Regions from separate parts of the Anser cygnoides genome. Here region 1 is linked to region 2. Evidence: chromatin contacts called from public Hi-C data. All regions are on one chromosome and are shown on one strand. Each heading gives the region's core, a stretch centred on a gene start, on an enhancer-like site or on the middle of the called end of the contact. The rest is flanking DNA. Distances are from core to core; before and after follow the strand shown.

Region 1 (6,461 bases), core at 929-3,428, 220 kb after region 2:
CAGGGACGTGGGCACGGCACTGAGCTGCTGGAGCTCAAGGAGCCTTTGGGCAATGCTCTCAGACACACGGTCTGATTTTTGGGTGGTCTTGTGCGGAGCCAGGAGTTGGACTCGGTGATCCTGGTGGGTCCCTTCCAGCTCGGGATGCTCTGTGCTTCTGTGATTCTTCCAGACCCACCTGCGGGAGCCTGTGGGCTGCGCTCCAGGGCACTGTGCCCACGCAGGAGCGGCTGGATGGCACCGTGCTGGCATGCCGGGGCTGTCAGTGCCACTTTTGGGGTCCCAGGGTCGCAGGAGATGCCACCCTGCAGCCTCTGCACTGAGCTCCCAGGCAGGCCATGGTGTCAGATCTCATCCTGATGGTTCTGCCTTGGCCTCCCAGATGTCCCCAGCAGCACAGCGGTGGCTGTGTGTGACCTCCTGCTCCTCCTGGGACCCCAAAACCCCTTATGCTTGGCTTTCCAAGCGGCTGAAGCCAGGTGCTAACAGCCCCCAGGCCCCTACAGCAGCAGTACCAGCAGTGCTGGAGCCAGCCCAGGTATCCCCATGGAGCCAAACCCCCTCGATGGCATCCGCACGCCAGCTCAGGGTGGGCTCTGCCGCCGTCAAACCAATCCCCACCTCTCACCCTCTCCGCTCGGGCTGAATGTCAGAGCCCCAGGCTGTGCCGTTCCACGCAGACACTTCCACCTGGCATTTGGCAAGGGAAGAGAGAGTTCATTTCAGGTCCCACAGCCCCAAATCATGCCACTCTCCGAGCGCTCGCCGTGTTAATCAGCACCGAGGGCTGCCCGCGCGGGCGGCGGCACGCTGCCACTGCCATCTGCTGCCGCGCGCCGCGCTCGCAGCCGCCACTGCTCCGGGCCTTGGGGTCCCCAAAAACCTCAGCGGCTTTGAGTCCCTATCAGTGCACTTTGCCCACGCACGCCGCACGCACGTGTCTGCAGTGCTCTGAAAGGTTCTGTGCCGGGGGTTTTACTCCCTGAATAACCTGCAGACTTCCCTTTCGCTTACGCCTGCTTAGCAAGCCCGCGCGAAGAGGCTGCTGTGACCCGCAGCTCTCCCGAATTACCATCAGGACAAGCAGACATCACCCTAAATGCCACCAGAAGGGCTGCTCTGAAGGCAAGGAAGCTCCAACTTGAACCTAGGCGATTTTTCCCGGCGAGGAAGGGTCAGGCTCAGCCACGTGAATGCGCCGAGGCCATTCCAACGCAGCGCCCAGGGCTGGTGGTGCAAGAGCGGTGACTCAGGACGCGGCGTCTGCACCCTCTCACCCCTGCTGGCGGGCACTGCGTGGGCTGAGCTGCCACGGGACGCCGGGCACGAGTGCTGACAGCCGCCCACCAAGCAAAACTGGGGCAGAGGAGCAGCACTGCTCAACCCGAGTGGCCAGCCGAGGCCGCCAGCGCCGGCTCGTGCTCATTTACTGCTCATCCCCCAGCATCGTCCCCAGCATCTGCAGCGTAATCTCCTTTGCACGCCGGGCAGCGAGCCTGCTTTCTGCTTCACTTGTTTTCCCCTGCAGAAAGCGTTCTCTAACCACCATTATCTAATATTTAGCAGCGCGCTGTAATAAACAAAGTGTTAGAGATGAGACTACACGTCGCACTTATTGTTAGGCTGTGCATTCGAAATGAAAAGGCTGTTAGCTGGGTGAAATATTGTTCTGTGCAGCTTTTAGGTATTTTCTGCTCTCGATCAGAGCCCAATTAGATTCCTTTCCGAGGGAAAACGACTCTTTGAGGCACGGGAGCCGAGCACCTTAGCTGCAAAAAAAAAGAAGCTTTTAGAATAATTGTCACTTAGCACAAAGATATATTTGGTTACCAAAAAGGAAAACTGTGCAGATCATTATCTGTCCCACTTATCCTCCTTCCACAACACGATGAATTAAAGATGATCTGCGCCGCCACAAGCCACCACCCAGGCAGACACCCTGGTCCGAGCCGCGGTGCCCCCCTGGGGGCCGGAGTGAGGCGCTCCGAGGGTGCTGGGTGCCCCTGCAGGATGGGACCCGGCGCTCGGTCCCAGCACGCCTCTTGGGTGCTGATTCTGGCCCTGCTCTGCTTTCTTTCAGATGCAGATTAAAAGCATGTCCCGGTTTTATGGAAGAGACTTGAGCCAATTTCCAGCCGCCTACCCCAGCCTGGCAGCCACTCCAGAAAAACATTTGGCCTCTATTGTTCCTCTTTGTTTTAATCTGGAATCCAGATTTGCCTGGAGTCCTCTGAGTACTTTTTCCTTTTTTTTTTTTTTTTGTTTGTTTTCGAGTCAGGTGTTTTCCATTCACTGATAACATCACCGTGTTTGTTCCAAGATCACCTGCATAAACATGATCTCAGCGCAAGGGGCAAGGTTCAAGAGTTGAAATCTGCACCATTGTGTGCCTGTGTGTGAGCGTGCCTATGTCAGCCAAACCTGTATTTTGTCCCTTCTAATTATACCTCACCATATTAACAGATAATAGCTGTACATTTAAGCAAATTATCTCAAATAAAAAGAGGACAATAATTACACTGTTTGTTTTTGCTCCTTTCATTGCTGGAATTATTCTTTGTTTGCCTAGAGTTAAATATTAGTGAGAACCTTTCTGCACTAATGTCTGCTCAGTTGCCTTTTACTGTTTTAAACCAGCAAGAGTCAGTAAAAGTTTGGGCAAATATTAGATTTGGCAGAGTTTGCTGTTTGTATCAGGAAACCGATTGGTGTTATTGATTGACAGATGTGACCAAATGTTTAGAAAGTCTGTCCTCTATTGGATTCTGCTAGGTGTTTCAGCAAACAGTCCTAATACAAGGCAAACAGAGTTATTGGAAGAAGTACCAGCCTGTGTTAGCACAGCAAACTGAGGGCTATGCAAACAGCTTAAAAGAATCTGGCCACCTTCATATAACCTTTGATGTAGGTATTGATCCTTCTGAAGGTGGCAAAAAGTTTGAACAGGGAGCAGATTGAGTGGGATCAGATATATATAAACACCGTAAGAATGTAAATGTTATCTTTAAGCTACACTGTCGCTTTGGTAATGGATGTCTGTTTGGAATTTATCTTCTTCCAAATCTCTAAATCCATGCAGCAATAAAAATTAATAATAACTTTTAGATAGACTGCCTCCTAAGTCTCTCTCTCCTCCCCTGATAAGCACAGCATCAGGCATCTTTAATTCTTCTAAGCCGAGGACAGGGGCTTGCGGCGAGCAGGAGCCGCGGCCTCGAGGGCTGCTGGCGGGTGGCCAGGCTGCTGGGGCGGCACGTGGCCGCGCCGGTGGAGCTGCACGGGGGTGCACAAATGGGGAGCACTGGGGTGTGCCAGCACGGGGATGTACAAACAGGGAGCACTGGGGTGTGCCAGCAGGGCAGCGCTTGGGTGCTAATGGGGTGGTACAAGCCCAGTTTGGCGGTGCTCTTCGGGGCAGGATGAGGCCATGCCTTCTCGCGGGGCTCCTGCACGCTCTGCAGAGGAAACTGCCTTGCAAAAGGCGTTCGGAGGCAGCCCTGTCTCAAGGCAAAGTGCCGACGTGGTGGCACCCCACCAGCACCACCGAGCCCCAGCAGCCAGCTCGCTGCCAGACGCAGGAGGCACCTCGCAGCAAGGGCACACATCCGAGCAGCGCAGCCTTGTGCAGGAACCCACAGCTTCCTCCCGCCTCCCCGTTTTTGCACCCTAGTCCCTGCACCACGCACCCACGGGCGGGCAGCCGGGCGCGGTGGCCACGCAGCGCCCCGTGCCGCGCTCTGCAGCGGGGGGGTGGGTGCAGGAGGTGCGCACTCAATTCGCATCTGCAATTACCCTGGTGTGGTATGTGGAGCGGCTCTGCATGCACAAGTGACCATTCATGCATCCCCATGCCATCTGCGGTGACAATTACCACAAGCACACATGTAATCAAGGTAATTACGCACACAAATTGGGCGTGTGATTGCATGGGCATTTCTATGATTTTTTTTGTTAAGTTAGGCCTCTAAAAACTAAAATAGATTCCGAGTTATGTTTTAAATTATCTGCCCATCTGGCTATTCTTGCAAATAATGACTGTTTATAGTGATATATATTAAACAGACACTGTTGATAGGTGGGTTAATCATTGCAAGAGAAGAAAAGGGATTGTTTTATGCCTGTGTGTTGACCCACGATACCTAGTAACTAATGACGTGTTTGACTACAACCAGGTAACAACCAGCTTTCGCTTCAGAAGTACCTCCTAATAAAAATTACACTGTACACATTATAAGAAGGTATCTGATGAATCATTACTGCAGTGCAGTGATGGACTTAAATAAAGCCCCGATTAATTATTAAACCCGAGTAGCGCACGTTCGCAGTCGCACAAAACCCGTGAAGAGCAGGCGGGGACGGCGGTGTGCCAAGCCCTCGTGTTTTGGGGGGGTTTCCACACCCGCGGCTGTGCCCACCCGTGCCATGCACACACCTCCAGCCCTGCTGTGGGTCGCATCCTGCTCCCTCAAATCACCGGGGCACTTCTGTGGGGCTCCAGGGACAAAATGGGACCGGCACGAGTGAGATTTGTGTCCCTGCTGGGCTGTGGGCAGCCCGTCCTTGCCACCTGAAAATGTCACCCCCAGCACGGAACAATTAACAGGCACCTAGTGGGGGCACGAGGAGTCCCTACCCCCTTTCCCCCCAGCATCAAAATGTCCCCTTCTCGCTTAGGAATTGCCTGCTCTTTGCTGGCCAAGCAGAAGTACACAGTGCAATCAAAAAAGCCATTAGCACTGCCATCTCTTAAGAAAAATTAGCATTATTCTTTAATGCCTGGCGCTACTTAGGTAGGGCTCCGCGAGGCTCTCGATGGCTCCAGTCGCAGCCGCTTGTGCAACCGACCATAAAACAAACTGGTGCTGGAAGGGAGCTGATAACGCATCTCCCCCCCGGCCTCCTGCAGCAGCAGGGGCTAGGAACAAGCCGACCTGCTTACTGCGAGCCCCACCGAGGTGTTTTGGTGTGCGCTCCCCCTCGGGGGGCTGCCCGGGCCAGCGTGGGGCCGCGGGCTGCCTCGGGGTCCCCGTGCACTGCTCTGCTCTGCCTGGGTGAAGGCTTCGCATCACCTGAGGCCTAAACCACCAAGTTTTGTTCCTATCAGGAAACGGATTTTGGAGGGTTTTCAGATCGATGACCAAAGTTTTGAGCCGAAGTCGAGCGTTTTGCAAAGCTGGGAAGGAAAACGTGGCGCGCTCGCTCCGTCAGTTGGAGCGGAAGAAGGCCGGAGCCAGCAGAAGTGCTCTGCGTGGAGACAAGGGGCAAGGGCCTCGGCTCTGCCGGGCTTTTCTTTGCTTCTGGCACAAAAGCTCTGCTGAAAGGAGCTTTTCCCAGCGCTTCACCTCATTCCCCTCAGCAGACCCGGCGTGGACGTTACGGATATTCCTCGAGGCACGGGCAGGGAGACCGCGAGCCTGGGGTGCATTCCAGGGCAGGGCGTGCTTTAACACAGGGCTGCTGGGTTTTTAGCACAACAGCCACTCGCCTTAGGGGAGATGCCGCATGAAGCACCCATTCCTGCTGAGAGAGGCACAAGCGGGGAAGGAAGGAAGAAAAGATGCATTGCTAATGCACTGCAGCAGCAGCCAGCAGCAGCACAGGAGTGAGGTTGTCCTAGCACTCCTGCCATACATCCAGTTTCCATGGATTTAGTGCATAACTAAGATAGGCAGAAATAAAATACGTGCTGCCCTGGATGATGCTCTAATGTTTCCTCATCTGGAGCAATTCTAAATCTCTCTCTGGCCCTTCCTGGAGCAGCGATACCACAAAAACAAAAGAGATAAGATTACTTCCAAGCTCACTCGGAGCACCAAAGCCTCCAGAAAGTTCGGGCCACTTCCAGTGCTGCTGCCACCCGCAAGCACCTCCACCAGCCTCGGCTCGTGCTGCCACCACGCCGTGCACGTGCCGCCTGCCCCACCACTGCCAGAAGGCCATGCCTTTGGAGACCCCAAAATAAGAGGGAGAAGAGGAAACTTCTCCAGCTGCCAGAGCTGGTGGCCAGTGAAGGCTGATGAGCGCCGTCTTTGCACCGAAGGTGGCTCGTCACCAGCCACGCACCCAGCGTCCACAAGCAGCTGCTGCGAGCCACAGAACAGAAGGGGTGTTCAGTTCTGCGGCTTCATTTTCCTAACAAAGACCGGAATGAATAGAAAATGGCAGGAGCCACGGGAACCTATTTACCCTGAGAGAGACCGGAAAAGAAAGCAAAATGGCAGAAAATGAATTCACTCCGCTGTATAGTCCGCAATTGTTGCTTATAGCTGCCTCCCAAAAAGTAGCTGGCAATTATCCTGTTTTATCATATAACAACAAGTGATTACTGGAATAACGGGTGCAAACAAGTGGCAGGAGCACTCCGCTGTTCCCACGTCACATCACGCTCGGTCGGCATCCCGCAGCCCTGTCGTTCTGAGCCTGCAGCACTTCAGTTATAATAGAACAATAATTTATTAATG
Region 2 (5,609 bases), core at 1,042-3,541:
GAGCATCATCGGAATAAAAAGGCAAAATCTGGGCAGCGCGTGCGGGGAACCCCAAGTCCGCAGCCCCACGGCCCCGCAGAGCGCTGACGGCCGCAGGTGGAAACGTGCTGGCTGTCCTGGGGGCGTGCATGCGTGCGGGCACGCGTGTGCCGTGGTGGAACATACGCAATTATCTCTGCGTTAGGCACCTTGTTTCCTTCCCCTCTTAATTAACTGCTGTGGTGGTGGAGCTTTGCTTCTGTTCGCTTGGCGGTTGCAGCCTTGTGACAGTTTGTCTGGAAATGTCTCCCCCCCCCCCCCGTTATTTTCATCTCAAAAATTTAAGAGGCTTTAAAAACAAAAGTATTTAGAGCAAACACGATCTTTCCATATGCAAAATTGATGAAAGAAAAAGGCTTACAGCTCTAAAACCCAGCGCTGCTGCTTATATATAAAAGCAAGTCCGTGAGTTCCCACACAGCTCATAGGAGGGAGCTGGCACGAGCTGCTGCGGGGCTGGGGGCCCTGCGAGCACCCCTTGGCCGTGCTCTGGATGCCCTGGGGCTGTCCCATGCCTCCTGCGGCCTGAGGCCGCTGCAGGTTGCTGAGCACCGTCTGCACCCAGGACAGGGGTTGGTGCTGGTCCCGGCACGGGGCGTCCCGCAGAGCTGCTGCTTGCCGTTAGCTCAGTGATAGCATTTTAGGTTTTTCAGCTCCATCCCGGTTTGAGCAAATATTTTGATTGCAACTAAGCGAGAACACAACAAACGCTGTTTAGACAAAAGCAACACATTCGCTGTTAGTTTTAGACAATTTGTCCTAATATTGTTTTGAATCACGCATTTATTCCCCCATAAAGATTTGATTACTTTGCTTGTTCCATTAATCTTTATTTGTTTAATCATCTGCTAAATCTGTTTAATCATTGGTTTAAGTGGAAAGATTACAAGAAGATATTTAATGCTTGGTGGCAGAGCTGCCCCGGCATCTAATCCAGCGCTCTGCTGGATCGCTTTGCATTATTCCAGCTCCTCGCCGGTTTGGAGCAGCGAGCACAAACGGGCTCCAGCCCGGTGGGATTTCCTCGGCAGCCGGCAGATTCCCAGCCTCTGCTGGTGCCGGGTGGCAAAACCGAGCGGCAGCAAAGCCCTCGCCCCTGCCGCTCCACGTCCTGAGGATGCTGCTTGGGATGCAGCCACCCCAGGCCGAGCAGGATGCTCCGAGCCACCTTCAGCGATGGGAAGAGGGACCCTGGCTTCGGGCACTTTAGCAAGGACGCCTGATGCAGGAGCTTTGTGGTGTTTTTTTCTCCCGGTGGAGGCTTCTCCCCAGCCCCGCTCTGCCGACGCCGGCTGCCTGTGCCTCTCCTCCCTGCCCACGGCCGGGAAGGGATTAATATTTCATGCCACGGCCGTGTTTCTACTTGGCGAGGCTTGGTATAAAACATGCGATATTTCACCAGCCCTCGTGTTTGTCTGCTCCCGTAATCAGCGGCCTCAATCACGGGTGCGATATTTTATGAATTAATAAAAAAAGATCATGGACAGTCCGGCGGGACGCGGGGAGAAAAGTGCTCGGCAGAATGTTAATGAGCACTGCGGGGAATTGCAGCCCCGCTCGCCCCTGCCCCAGCCCCCTGCTTGGGGATTTTTCCTTTTTCCTCCCCTTTTTTCCCCAGCACCCCGCGGGCAGTGCCAGCCCCGCGCACCCCTCGCTGCCTCTGCCGCCGGCCGGGCGCTGCGACCCAACGCCGGGCAGGCGCGAGCGCCGCTGGTATGGCAGATCTTGTACTCATTATTGAATAATTCATTGTTGCGTTAATGCCTTCAGATACCATCTCTCTCTCTTTCTCTCTTTCTCTCCCTGTTTCGCTCTGCCCACTTGGGAAAACTTTATTATGCCTTCGCTGACGACAGAGTATACAGATAAAAGATAATTGCTTGGCTTGACTCCCCCATTGATATGAAAATAAGATTTAAATTATTCACTTCAGTTTAAAGGTTAGTTGAAGGTTATTACAGGGGATAAAAAAATCACTCTTCATAACGTTTCTGTTGGAGATGAGACGGGTTTGAAAGGGCTAATTTGCACGGCAGGCCGAGGCGGCTTGTTGTGAATAAACCGAGAGACCCTCCAGAGATTTTAATAGTGAAGAAGTCAATTATTTATAAGCAAATTACGGGGAGCTGCTCCGATACATACAACACAGCTAGTCATGAACAGGGACAAGATGGAACCCGTATAACTTAATATACCTCCCTTTGTGCACCGGCGAGGTCGGTGCCCAGCACTTTCCTGCCTCTAATCCCGGCTGGAATTTAACGAGCAGCTGAATGTCGGAGTGCGGGCCCGATCCCGGCTCCCTCGGAGTCCTGTTTATTTTATTCTTCCCCTTCGGTCTCTCCGCTTGCAGGCTCCGTCTCCAGCTCCCTTTTGTGTTGCCGCGTTGTAAATGGAATTAAAGGATTGTAAATTTTCCTGCCGAGCAATAGGTCTTGAAAGCGGGACGTCTCTTTGCAGAGCGATCGGCTTTACCCGAGCTTTCACTTAATGCTCTTTTATGTACGAAACTATTTTAGTGTCTGGTGCTGGGAGAGTGGCAAATCTCCTGTACGGAGTTAATAATTAATGCCACGGCGGCTTTGGGAAGCCGGGCTGTATTTCAGCAGCGGTCTCGCCCTGACCGCAGCGCTCTGTATTCATCATCCGCAGCCGCTGCTATGCAAATAAATAGCTACGGAAAAGCAGAATCATTGCCCACTGTGCACCGGGATCCCAAACCTCTGCATGTGTAACGCGCCCGCATAAATCACCGCTGCTATATGGCCGCATATATATAAAGTATACATGTAATAGGGAGATTATGTATTCAGGCTTCAAATGTAGGTGCATTAAAAAGACATCTCCATCTTCCAGCTGGATGCCTGCATTAATACGGGGAAATGCAAATGCGCTTCCCCACCCCGACGCGAGCATCGCTCTGCAGAGGGCCTGGCAGCCCACTCCTGCCCCATTTGGGGTAATATTTGTATTACCCCCAAATATTACTGCGCCAGGAGCGGGTTTGGGTTCAGAGGCTCTCGTGGCAAAACTCAACGTAATGCCTCGTGCTTGAGGCAGGGCCACGGGGCTGGGCTGCTGGTGGCGGGAGCTGCAGCACCCACGCAGAGATTTGCTGTGCGCTTTCCAGCTAGCCCCTGCCTCCCGTTTATTATTGTTTCAGCAAATTCGGATGGTGTAGGCTGAAAGCTCACCTTGGGCTGAACTTGTTTAAGTTTTTGGGGAACTCCAGCTGAAATAATATATCCATTTCCTTGAGTGTGTTTAGAGGGAAAAAAAAAAAAGAGCCTTCGCTTTGCCTTTGAAAAACAGCAAAATAGCAGCAGTGCTTGCGGTAGCTCCTCAGAGCCTCTCCAGGCCCCGCTCTTGGCAGGACAGCTCCTGCAGGGGATGCGCTGCTGGGACGTGCCTCGGGTCCTGGCGGCGTGGAAACCCCTCGGGCCCTCGGCCGTTCTAGCCAAGAAGAAATTAATTCCATCGAAACCTGCCACGATGTGGAAGCTGTGCTCCCCGCCTTCCCTACTCGGAGACCACCGAGGTATGGGGGAGATAACAACGGCTTCTGGAAGGGGATGAAATAAACCCCAGGGACAGCCCCGGTGTGAAGGCGCGGCTGGCCGAGCGCTGCAGGACTGATGTGCTTCACGCTCTTCATTTGGGATTTTTTTATCGCAGTTTTTTCGTGTAGTGGCTGTTGAGCATTTTTCCGTCTGCGTCAGTTGTGCCACCACCTGACTGTGACATTCTGCCTGGGCGTTTTTTTTGAAAGTGCCACCAGTTTTCAGCGAAATCGCCAAGTTTCGGTGATGGAAGAGCGTGAGCAACAAACCGCCCGCTCCCTGCGTCCGGACGATAATCGGCTTTTTTACCCAGATTTCTTGCACGCGCCCTTGGCTGCAGGTTCCGCAGATTTCTGCACGCTGCATGTAAGAACACAGGCCCAGAGTTTCCCTGTGGGATTTGAGATGGAAACGTCCCTGAAGCCGCTCTTCAGCTCCCCCCGCAAGCCGGGGGTGGGCGCCCGTGGGGGCGCCGGGGCCGGCTGGGGGCTGGGGGCTGCGCGCTCGCCGTGCCCCCGGAGCGGCTGTCGCTGCAGCAGGGCTGCTCATCAGTCGTCCTCCTCCGCGGCGTGATCAGAAAGCCTTCCAGCTGTCAGCCAGCGTTATTTATGCTTGTATATTTTGTTTGAAATGAGATGTAAGCAAAGCCCATGTGTGCCTCCAATCTCCTTTGTAGCAGAAGAAAGGAAAGAGTGAAGAATATGTTTGCAATCATGTCTGGCCCTTGATTTGTAGCTTTGCTCGCTGTTGATCCAGGGTCTGGAGCGTACCTGCCTCTGTAGGAAAGCAGCAGCTGAGCTATTTCTGTATGCACAGAGGTGTCGTGTTCGAGTTAAACCCTTTTACCTTTTATTTAAAATTCACAGAGGCTTGACAGGTAATCTCAGGAGCTGGATCATTATGGCAGCCAACGCTAACCTGTAGCAAATGATGCCTGGTAAATCCCCTGGCTAAAGAAACGGGCTGTATTCCGCCTCCCCTTGCTCTCCACAATTAGTGCTGCAGGCCCAGGGCAGGCACCCTGCTCTGCGCCGCCTCTTCCTTCCCTGGGCCACGTCTGCAAACCTCACCGGCAGCGCCGCCGTGCCTGGCACCCACGACATCCACAAGTCCTGCTCGGGGGAATAGGCAGGCCGCAAATGATCTGTACTGATACCTCAAATTATTATTATTATTATTATTATTATTATTATTATTATTATTATTATTATCATCGTCGTCGTCGTCCTTCTTCTTCTTCTTCTTCTTCTTCTTCTTCTCTTCTTCTTCTTCTTCTTCTTCTTCTTCTTCTTCTTCTTCTTCTTCTTTTCTTCTTCTTCTTCTTCTTCTTCTTCTTACTACTACTATTACTACTATTACTACTATTACTACTATTACTACTATTATTAAATTTATTACTGAGTGTCCCTGCTGCTATCCTGCTGCAACCCCCGGACCAATGTTCCCGGTTGGTGTCCCTGCATCCCCGCTGTTGGTGCCTGGGCAGGCAGGGATTAGGGAGCTAACTGGGAGGAACTGGTGGAGCCGCGTACACGTGGATGGGGTGGTCAGGACGATCCCATCGTTACAGACACGTGGGGCTGGGATTTCCTGGTGCTGGGTGCCCGCACGATGGAGCACTCACCTGGGGAGGAATCGCTGAGGGAGCGACCGTCCTGCACCCTGCACGGGGACTGGGGCCGCGGGCACCGCGGGTGGCTCTGGCCACTTCGGGAGGAAGGGGTTTCAGCAGTGCCTCCCCTCCTGCTGCTCTGGGAGGGCCTGGAGCAGAAAATAAACACTGCCCAGCTCTTTAGCAGCTTGCCGGGAGGCTGGGCCCCTAATTCGCTTGCATGCTAGCCTTGCCTTCGTGTTCAGAGGTATAAAAATTCCTCTTAAATCATTCAGTGGTTCTCTAATGTATTCACAATGTGGACTATAGAACAAGATCTGAAACACTCTTTTTTTCCAGTAAGACTATTAAATGGTGACACTTTGACACCAGCAAGAAGTATATGAGATTAAAAAGTA

The links. Hi-C and Micro-C count contacts between places; a contact is called where the count stands out from the background.
Region 1: a contact with region 2 is called in a Hi-C map of liver, with 6 times the contacts expected there. The contact joins two enhancer-like sites. A contact is called at or near these places in 2 of 7 Hi-C or Micro-C datasets (both in liver).

Annotation. Positions count from the first base shown.
Region 1 is chr11:1,314,458-1,320,918 of Taihu_goose_T2T_genome, forward strand. No RefSeq gene overlaps it. Among named protein-coding and RNA genes, the nearest start is that of KIF23, 52 kb to the right of the region's middle. Within about 2 kb of position 2,179, at least 2 of the 3 cell types and tissues checked have open chromatin away from gene starts, as enhancers often do. A contact at or near this core is called in liver, where this site is marked.
Region 2 is chr11:1,091,715-1,097,323 of Taihu_goose_T2T_genome, forward strand. No RefSeq gene overlaps it. Among named protein-coding and RNA genes, the nearest start is that of TLE3, 75 kb to the right of the region's middle. Within about 2 kb of position 2,292, at least 2 of the 3 cell types and tissues checked have open chromatin away from gene starts, as enhancers often do. A contact at or near this core is called in liver, where this site is marked.